Linked DNA regions of Mus musculus: region 2 is linked to region 1. The links are chromatin contacts, called in public Hi-C maps. All regions are on one chromosome and are shown on one strand. The core of a region is the stretch at or near the end of the contact, and the rest is flanking DNA. Distances in the headings are between cores, read along the strand shown. Region 1 overlaps Kcnma1 (potassium large conductance calcium-activated channel, subfamily M, alpha member 1). Region 2 overlaps Kcnma1 (potassium large conductance calcium-activated channel, subfamily M, alpha member 1).

Region 1 (3,138 bases), core at 411-2,910:
AGTTACTTGGTTCTGCTTGGAGCTGCACCTGTGATCCACAGGCTCTGGGTCTGGCTGCAGGGTTGGGAGATGGAACACTCCACCCTTCCTTGTGTGGTTCCCAGCTGGTGGGTGCTTAAGTGGATGCGTGGGCCCTGGAAGTAGGGTATGTACAGGAGGATCTGATGGTGCGGCTGCTGAGTGCTGGGATGGGGAGGAGCCAGTCTTGAGTAGGGGCCAGCATGAGGCGAGGCGAGCCCTGGGACTTGGGCCATGGCACCTACAGTGTGATTTGTGATGATTCCCCTTAGGTTTGTTTCCAACCTTCAAGTAAGTGGAGCCATGATTGCTGGCTGTCATCTTGGTTTAGAGCTGTATGTTTAGACTACAGCCAGGAAGACCTCCCTAAGGAGAAATAGAGGAGAAGGAAGTCTTCTGATCTTCCTAGGACCACTGACACCCTACTCTGCTTCACAGGGAACAAACTCAGGTTCTGCAAATAGATTGGTGTTCTTGGCACAGTTAGTTTTTTGTTTGTTTGTTTGTTTTTTAAATTCATCATTTCCATTTATGGACCAAAGTTTTTGGATACAATATCTGGGTTGTTCACTTTTCTAACAAAAATGATTGAAGATCTGCACAGATGGCCTGCATCCCTTCACGGCATCTTGACTAATAGGCACAACAGTTGCAAGTTACCCTTTGCCCCCATGCCTTTAAAAAACACTGTCTTTGGATTAGGGAAACAAATGTGGGCCTTCTGTATATTCTCACAAATGTCTCCTTAGCTCCAGAGTTCTGCTGACAGCCCAGATGGGAGCCAGCACTCTTTGGCCTCTATGCTGAAGAGTCCCAGTGAGTCCCTTCTGAGGTCAGAAAGAAGCAGATAGGGGCAGAGCTTCAGGCCGCGTCCCTGAACAACATAGAGAACATGTCTCCCATGTCTGTAACAATGGCTTCTACATGTGGGTGCATGGGATAAAGATCAGAGGTCAAGGACATCCAAAAGGCTAAGCACAGGGAATTGGAAGATGCAAAAGCAGTATAGAGGTGGTGCAGCTTTGCAGGGGCAGGTCTCCTTTGTTCCTAGCGCATGCTCCCCAGCTTCTCTTTTGCCTTGTTCTGCTCATTAAGCTGGTACCTAGTGTTTATTGGGAGGAATAGCAAAGGTCTGACACCTGTTAGCCCTGAGCATCTTAGATTACTTCCCTTCCCACATCCAGGATCTCACCTTGCCCAACCTACCTGAGGTTTTCTAAACTGCAGTGTTAGGAAAGGCAGAAAGCTTCAAGGGCCTGCCTTGGGCACCCACTTCCTTTCTAGCTGATCCAGGCCCTAAAGAGGATACCAAAGCCACACTCTTGGGGTGACCTGGTCTAATGTGACTCCACAAAAATCCTGTGGCAGAAGAGTGGGCAGCTTGGGTGGGTGGGCATGGAGAATGACTTTTGTTCCCTTGTTGGTACGTCCAGGATTGACTCTCTGTCTATTTCTTCCCCTGAGACTTGGCTAGTTCCAAAGGACAGAATAACATGCCTTGGGGTAGAGTGGGGGCTGCTGGACCTCAGACAGAAGCACTGTCTTTCCCTCTGAACCTCGCAGAGAGCCTGATGTACCAGGGTATACCGAGGGGAAGCCCCGTATTGCTCACTGATGTTATCAGGAGGCTTCTAGCCTGCGTGCCAGGCAGGTAAATTGATTTTTTTTTTCAGTCTGTGGAACATCTAAAGATAGGCAAACTGGTGTGTGCTGCTAGCATTGAGAATGACAGGCCATCTGTGAATCACAAGCCCGCCCACTGAGGTTGTGCAGGGCCCAGGCTGGTGGCAGGAAGGAAGCTCTGCTAGAAGTAGCCAGATGCAGGTGGGTGCCACTCAAGGATTGGGGTGGGGGTGGAGGGTGGGGAGAGGGAGTCAGCCTTGCTGGTGAATCTGGGATCCCCATTCTGGTTCCCAGGAGGATGCTCAGCGGCTCAACAGTACTGGAGCTACAGTAGTCAAGTGCTGTGTGTGCTGTGCAGCTTCCGTAGCTGGATAGAACAGGGTAGCCCCAGCAGGGGTGAAGCCTCCATGTGGCTCTCTTGCTGGTTCAAAGGCCTCACATAGCCAGCCTATGGCTGCTTGTTTTATTCCATGATGCCTTTCTGTCTTTGAACCATTTGGCTAGTTCTTAGGAGGACTTTATGTTTTTTCAGGGATTTCTCACTCCCCTGCGCCCCCCCCCCCCCATACAGGCAACACACACCAAGTTCCTTCTAGGCACTGGGCAAAGTACTAGATACAGCGCATGCCACAGAACATTAGGCAGCAGTGTGTGTGTGTGGGGGTGGCTTTTTGGTGGCAATGTCAGTTTCTATTAACCTCTGGAAAGACAGCCAGCAAGGTATGGAGTAATGGAAAATATTTCCTGACGGTGGGAAAGGCCTCTCTGAGGAAGAGATATCTGGAAAGGAAGCCAGCCCAGTAGAAATTGGAGGGAAGAATCTCTCAGTAGAACCAGTCTGTACAAAGGTCCTGAGGTAGGATGGAAAGCAGTTGCTCTTTTCACACTGCACAGACACATCTCTGAGTGAAGTGTGCAGCCCATGGTGCTATGCTAGGAGGTTTCCAGGGGCTGTTTTTATAGATCTTTGTAGGCAACAGTAAGGAGGTTGGCTGTCCATGTCAGTACTAGGAGCACTGTTGGAGGGTTTTAGCCATGCATGCAACCTCGTTAGAGCTTGTTAAATCTCAGTCTGTAGCCGTGAACCTGAAAAGCAGGCAGGACAGGCATGGAAGCAGAACTCCAAAGCAGAATACTGCCCGGTCCTGGGGGGAGGGAATAGAGGAACAGGGGCTCAGGATCAAACTGAAGCCATCTCAACCTGTATAGCAGCCCCACTGGAGGAAGAAACAGGTCCTCAAAGGACCAAGGACGTGCTCCAGATTGCACCTATCATCTTAGCTTAAGGACTTCCTTGTCTTTCTTGTCTTAGCGTGGGGTCTCAGGATGCTAGGTTGCCTTGATTGTCAGACAGGTGTTAGCAAGGAGCCATCCCTGGGAAGGATGACTGCTGTAACACGGTACCCAGGAGAGGGGCTAGAACAGCACAGTTACCTTCCTCTCTCTCTGGAGTCCCAGGTCAAGGTGTTGGTAGGACGGAAGCTGCATTCCTATGAG
Region 2 (3,444 bases), core at 267-2,766, 84 kb before region 1:
TTCTCTGGGCATTAAGAGTAGAGCCAGAGCTTAGGGCAAAAGGAAAATGGAGATGCCTCTTTCCCTGACCCTACACTCGCTACCACTCTAGGAAGAGGAAGGAGGGACTGTAGGGAGAGGAGAGGAAAAAGTTGAGACTACAAAACACCTCCTCCCTTTAGGGCAGGGGCCCAGCTTAGTTGGCAGAATCCTAGCATGCATGCAAACCTGACTTTAGCATCCAGCATCCTATAAACCGGTGTGGTGGAATGTGCCTATAATCCCAGCACTTGGAAAGCGGAGATGGAATTATCAGGAGTTCAAGGCCGGTCTGGGCGACGTGAAACTCTGTTTCAAAGACTTCACTCTAGATGGGTTTATTTTCGAAAGCCTCAGTTTACCGAATGATGGCTGCATCCCACGATTCTGAAGCTCCCGTGACTCTACACAGCACCTGTGTTTTGTGTGAATTTTGAGTTTTTCCTCCCGAATGGTCTGTCCAGTGCTGCCACCTTCCATGTTCTCAGACAGATGGAGACAACTGCAAAGGGGGCAGGGTGGGGTGGGGGGGGAGGCTTTAGAGGGCAGAGGCACTTCTCCACAGGATAGATCTTTTCTAGGTTCCAGAGTCTGGACACCAGAGTAAGAAGGGCCACCTGGCCCTGTGTGCCTCAGGAGCTGTGTTCCCGTGGGTTCTGAGGAGAAGGGAATGGGGCAGAAGGACCCTTGGGCCATCCAGGCAAGGAAGAATCAGGGAGTGCCCTACTTAGGAATCTCTCTCTGACTCACAGAGCTGGGTCAGGCACCTGCTGCAAGGTTTGCATAGCACCTGGTATTTGTCCTTAAACTTTGCTTTTTTGTTGGGGATTATGTGTACGGAGACTCACAAAACTTGTTTCTGTACACTGAATTCCCGGAAGACTTTCTTCCCCACCTCCAGCTCCGTTTCATGTCAGGTTGATGTTGCCACTCTCTGAATTAAGCAAATATTTTGCTCCTGGGTTTCTTGCCCCACATTTGGGCCAGGTTGGGAAGAGGGTCTCAAGAGTGTTACTCACACTGCCTTCGGGGAAGCCTGCGGTGGAGGTGAGGCTGTGTAAGACATGAATAGGGTCTTCTTTTTCATCTGTGTGCTGAGCTGGTAAGGAAACATAGGTAGGTACCTGGGATTAGTTCTCTCTCCCTCTGCCAGGGAGCTGGCTGGTCTTTGCCAGCCCTCCTTGAACTCCCTCTTTCTGTAGCTATAGCAGGAAGACCACAGAGTTTCATGCAGCATGGAAGATGGGCTCAAAAGATGGCAATAACCGTCAATGTGTATACAGGCACAAGGTAGCACTTAGCTGAAGTTGACTTGAGGCCACCTCCTGGCAAGCACTGTGTAGGCGAGGATGAGGCATGTCCTTGGGACTCCAGAGCACTTCCTGTGCTTAGGGATCCGGCTAGATTGTAAGCTCCTGATGGGACCCGGTGTGGACTCCACACTCTGGACTACGGGATGCAGAGCCAGGCAGGATGTGCATCTTTATTTGTCTCACTGTTCTCAGCACTGAACATGTGACATGACACAAATGGGTACTTAGGAGGCGCCGAGTGAGTCAGAGAACAGATGCATATTCTGCAATCACTCACAGATATTCCATGTTAGTTACATTTCTCTTCTGGGTGGTGATTCCCCTTGTTGTCGGAGGCTTCTTGAGCTTTCAGGGCATCGGATCCCTTCTGGAAGTCAGAGTACCGTTGTTCTAGACCACCTTCACCAGACCACGGGCTTTAAGAAGGCAAGACTCTCTCCTGACCTTAGGCATTAGCAGGGAGTGTGAGTGACCTGAGGGTGGAACTCCAAAGCTACCTTATCCCCATTTACTGGTAGCTTGGCAGAATATTCTGGAAGTGTCTCAAGCTTGACTTGCTCAGAAGAAAGGCTGTTTTATGTGCCTTTTTAAAGTGTAGGATAGCTGTTCCCACCAGCAGACAGCCTTCAGCTGTATTTGATGGAACCACAAATTTGTTTTCTTCTCCACCCTATTCCCACCATGAAGAGACCTCTGTCCAGCTAGCCACCCGCCATCCCTGAAAGAGGCCAAGTTCCTCCTTGCACTGTACTAAGTCGAATTGCAGCTACTTGGATGGAGGGGGTGATGTTAGCCCGAACAAAAACATCCTGTTGGAGATGAAGCCATGCTGGGCTTTGTTACACAATGGGAAATAGGAGAGCAGAGGTGAGCTGCGGAGTCTGACTGATAATTAGCTTCTCTGTGCATACCCATGTGCCAGTCTGCAGCCAAGCTGCCTCCTAAGGGGTGCCCCCTTGCCTGCCCAAATCAGCCCCAAAGCCTCAGAAGTCTTCTTGCTTCATTGACTGCCCTGTTGTGTCTGGTTTTTAGAAAAGAGGATTGCTTCAAGGCCAGAAAAACTCAGAGTTCTTTAATGGAGCACTGGGTGCATTGAAGAGAGGTGGAGAGTGTCACAGAGAGCCTGGAGGTATATAGAGCTAGCCCACTTGTAGGAAGCCAGAGTTGGTAGAGCTCCAACATTGGCCACATTGCTTCTGATGGGTTAAGGGGCACCCTTGAAGGATAGGTGCTCAGTAGCTGAGGTCCATCACCTGAGGTCATAATAGCAGCTACCTCAGAAGGTAGAAAATGAGCCAGGACAGTGAAAAATTCAGTCTTAGTGTGTAAGCAAGAGCTCCAGGCCATTTGTATTTTGTTTGCACAATAAACAATTATTGAATCCCCATTGTCTGTTTATGTGCAGTGTTGGGGTAGAAGGTAAGGAGTTTCCAGAAATGAGTCAGAACCAACAACTTTGTCTTCCAAGGAGTAAATGGCCTAGAAGGGCCCCTTGCTGTTGGGAGGGTTACTGAGAGCCGTGCTCAAGGTCATTCTTGGCTGTAAAGAAATGATACCCCTATTTGAAACTGGAAACATGGGTAAGATGTTATTTTTTTTTTGTTGTTTTGTTTTTTTTTGCAATGGAAGCCTTTTGTTCATACAGGGTACCTAACCCCAGACCTCAGGTACACAGGCTGAGAAGGTTACCTCTATGAGTACACAGGCAGCACTGGGCTTTGGAGGTGAGGAGTCTGGCTTATATTCTGTATTCAGGTAGAAGGACTGGGTGGCCATGTGAGGACTGTGAAGGGAGGCAGTGGAGTCATGAACATTTCTCAAAGCTGCTTTCCACAAGGGAAAGGAAGATGAATATTCATGGGTCTTTGACTTGTCTTTTGCTTTCCCTAGCTGAAGAATAACTGTTTCATGCATTCAGCTCCTGCAGTGCAGGGAGGGGAGTGGGAAGAAAGCAGAGAAGATGGTAGATTCTGTGAGCAGCTGAACGACATGGTACCCATGGCCTTGAAGAACTGTGTTTGAGCCTCTGGTCATGTTCATGAACTATGTACTTCCTTTGAAATTTGTGGGAGCTTGGCTTGGTGGCTGACCTTTGTTTGCTATCTGCTATTTA

The links. Hi-C and Micro-C count contacts between places; a contact is called where the count stands out from the background.
Region 2: a Hi-C map of cerebral cortex shows a contact between it and region 1, with 3 times the contacts expected there. The contact joins two enhancer-like sites. A contact is called at or near these places in 1 of 39 promoter capture datasets (hippocampal neurons), 11 of 484 Hi-C or Micro-C datasets (2-cell embryo, cerebral cortex, cortical neurons and 5 more) and 1 of 115 datasets of contacts at active chromatin or transcription factors (PVALB interneurons).

Annotation. Positions count from the first base shown.
Region 1 is chr14:23,896,668-23,899,805 of GRCm38.p6, reverse strand. The region is part of intron 1 of Kcnma1 (potassium large conductance calcium-activated channel, subfamily M, alpha member 1); the gene reads left to right. Among named protein-coding and RNA genes, the nearest start is that of Kcnma1, 110 kb to the left of the region's middle. Within about 2 kb of position 1,660, at least 16 of the 459 cell types and tissues checked have an H3K27ac peak or open chromatin away from gene starts, as enhancers often do. A contact at or near this core is called in cerebral cortex and cortical neurons, where this site is marked.
Region 2 is chr14:23,980,438-23,983,881 of GRCm38.p6, reverse strand. All of the region lies in intron 1 of Kcnma1 (potassium large conductance calcium-activated channel, subfamily M, alpha member 1), which reads left to right. Among named protein-coding and RNA genes, the nearest start is that of Kcnma1, 22 kb to the left of the region's middle. Within about 2 kb of position 1,516, at least 24 of the 459 cell types and tissues checked have an H3K27ac peak or open chromatin away from gene starts, as enhancers often do. A contact at or near this core is called in cerebral cortex and cortical neurons, where this site is marked.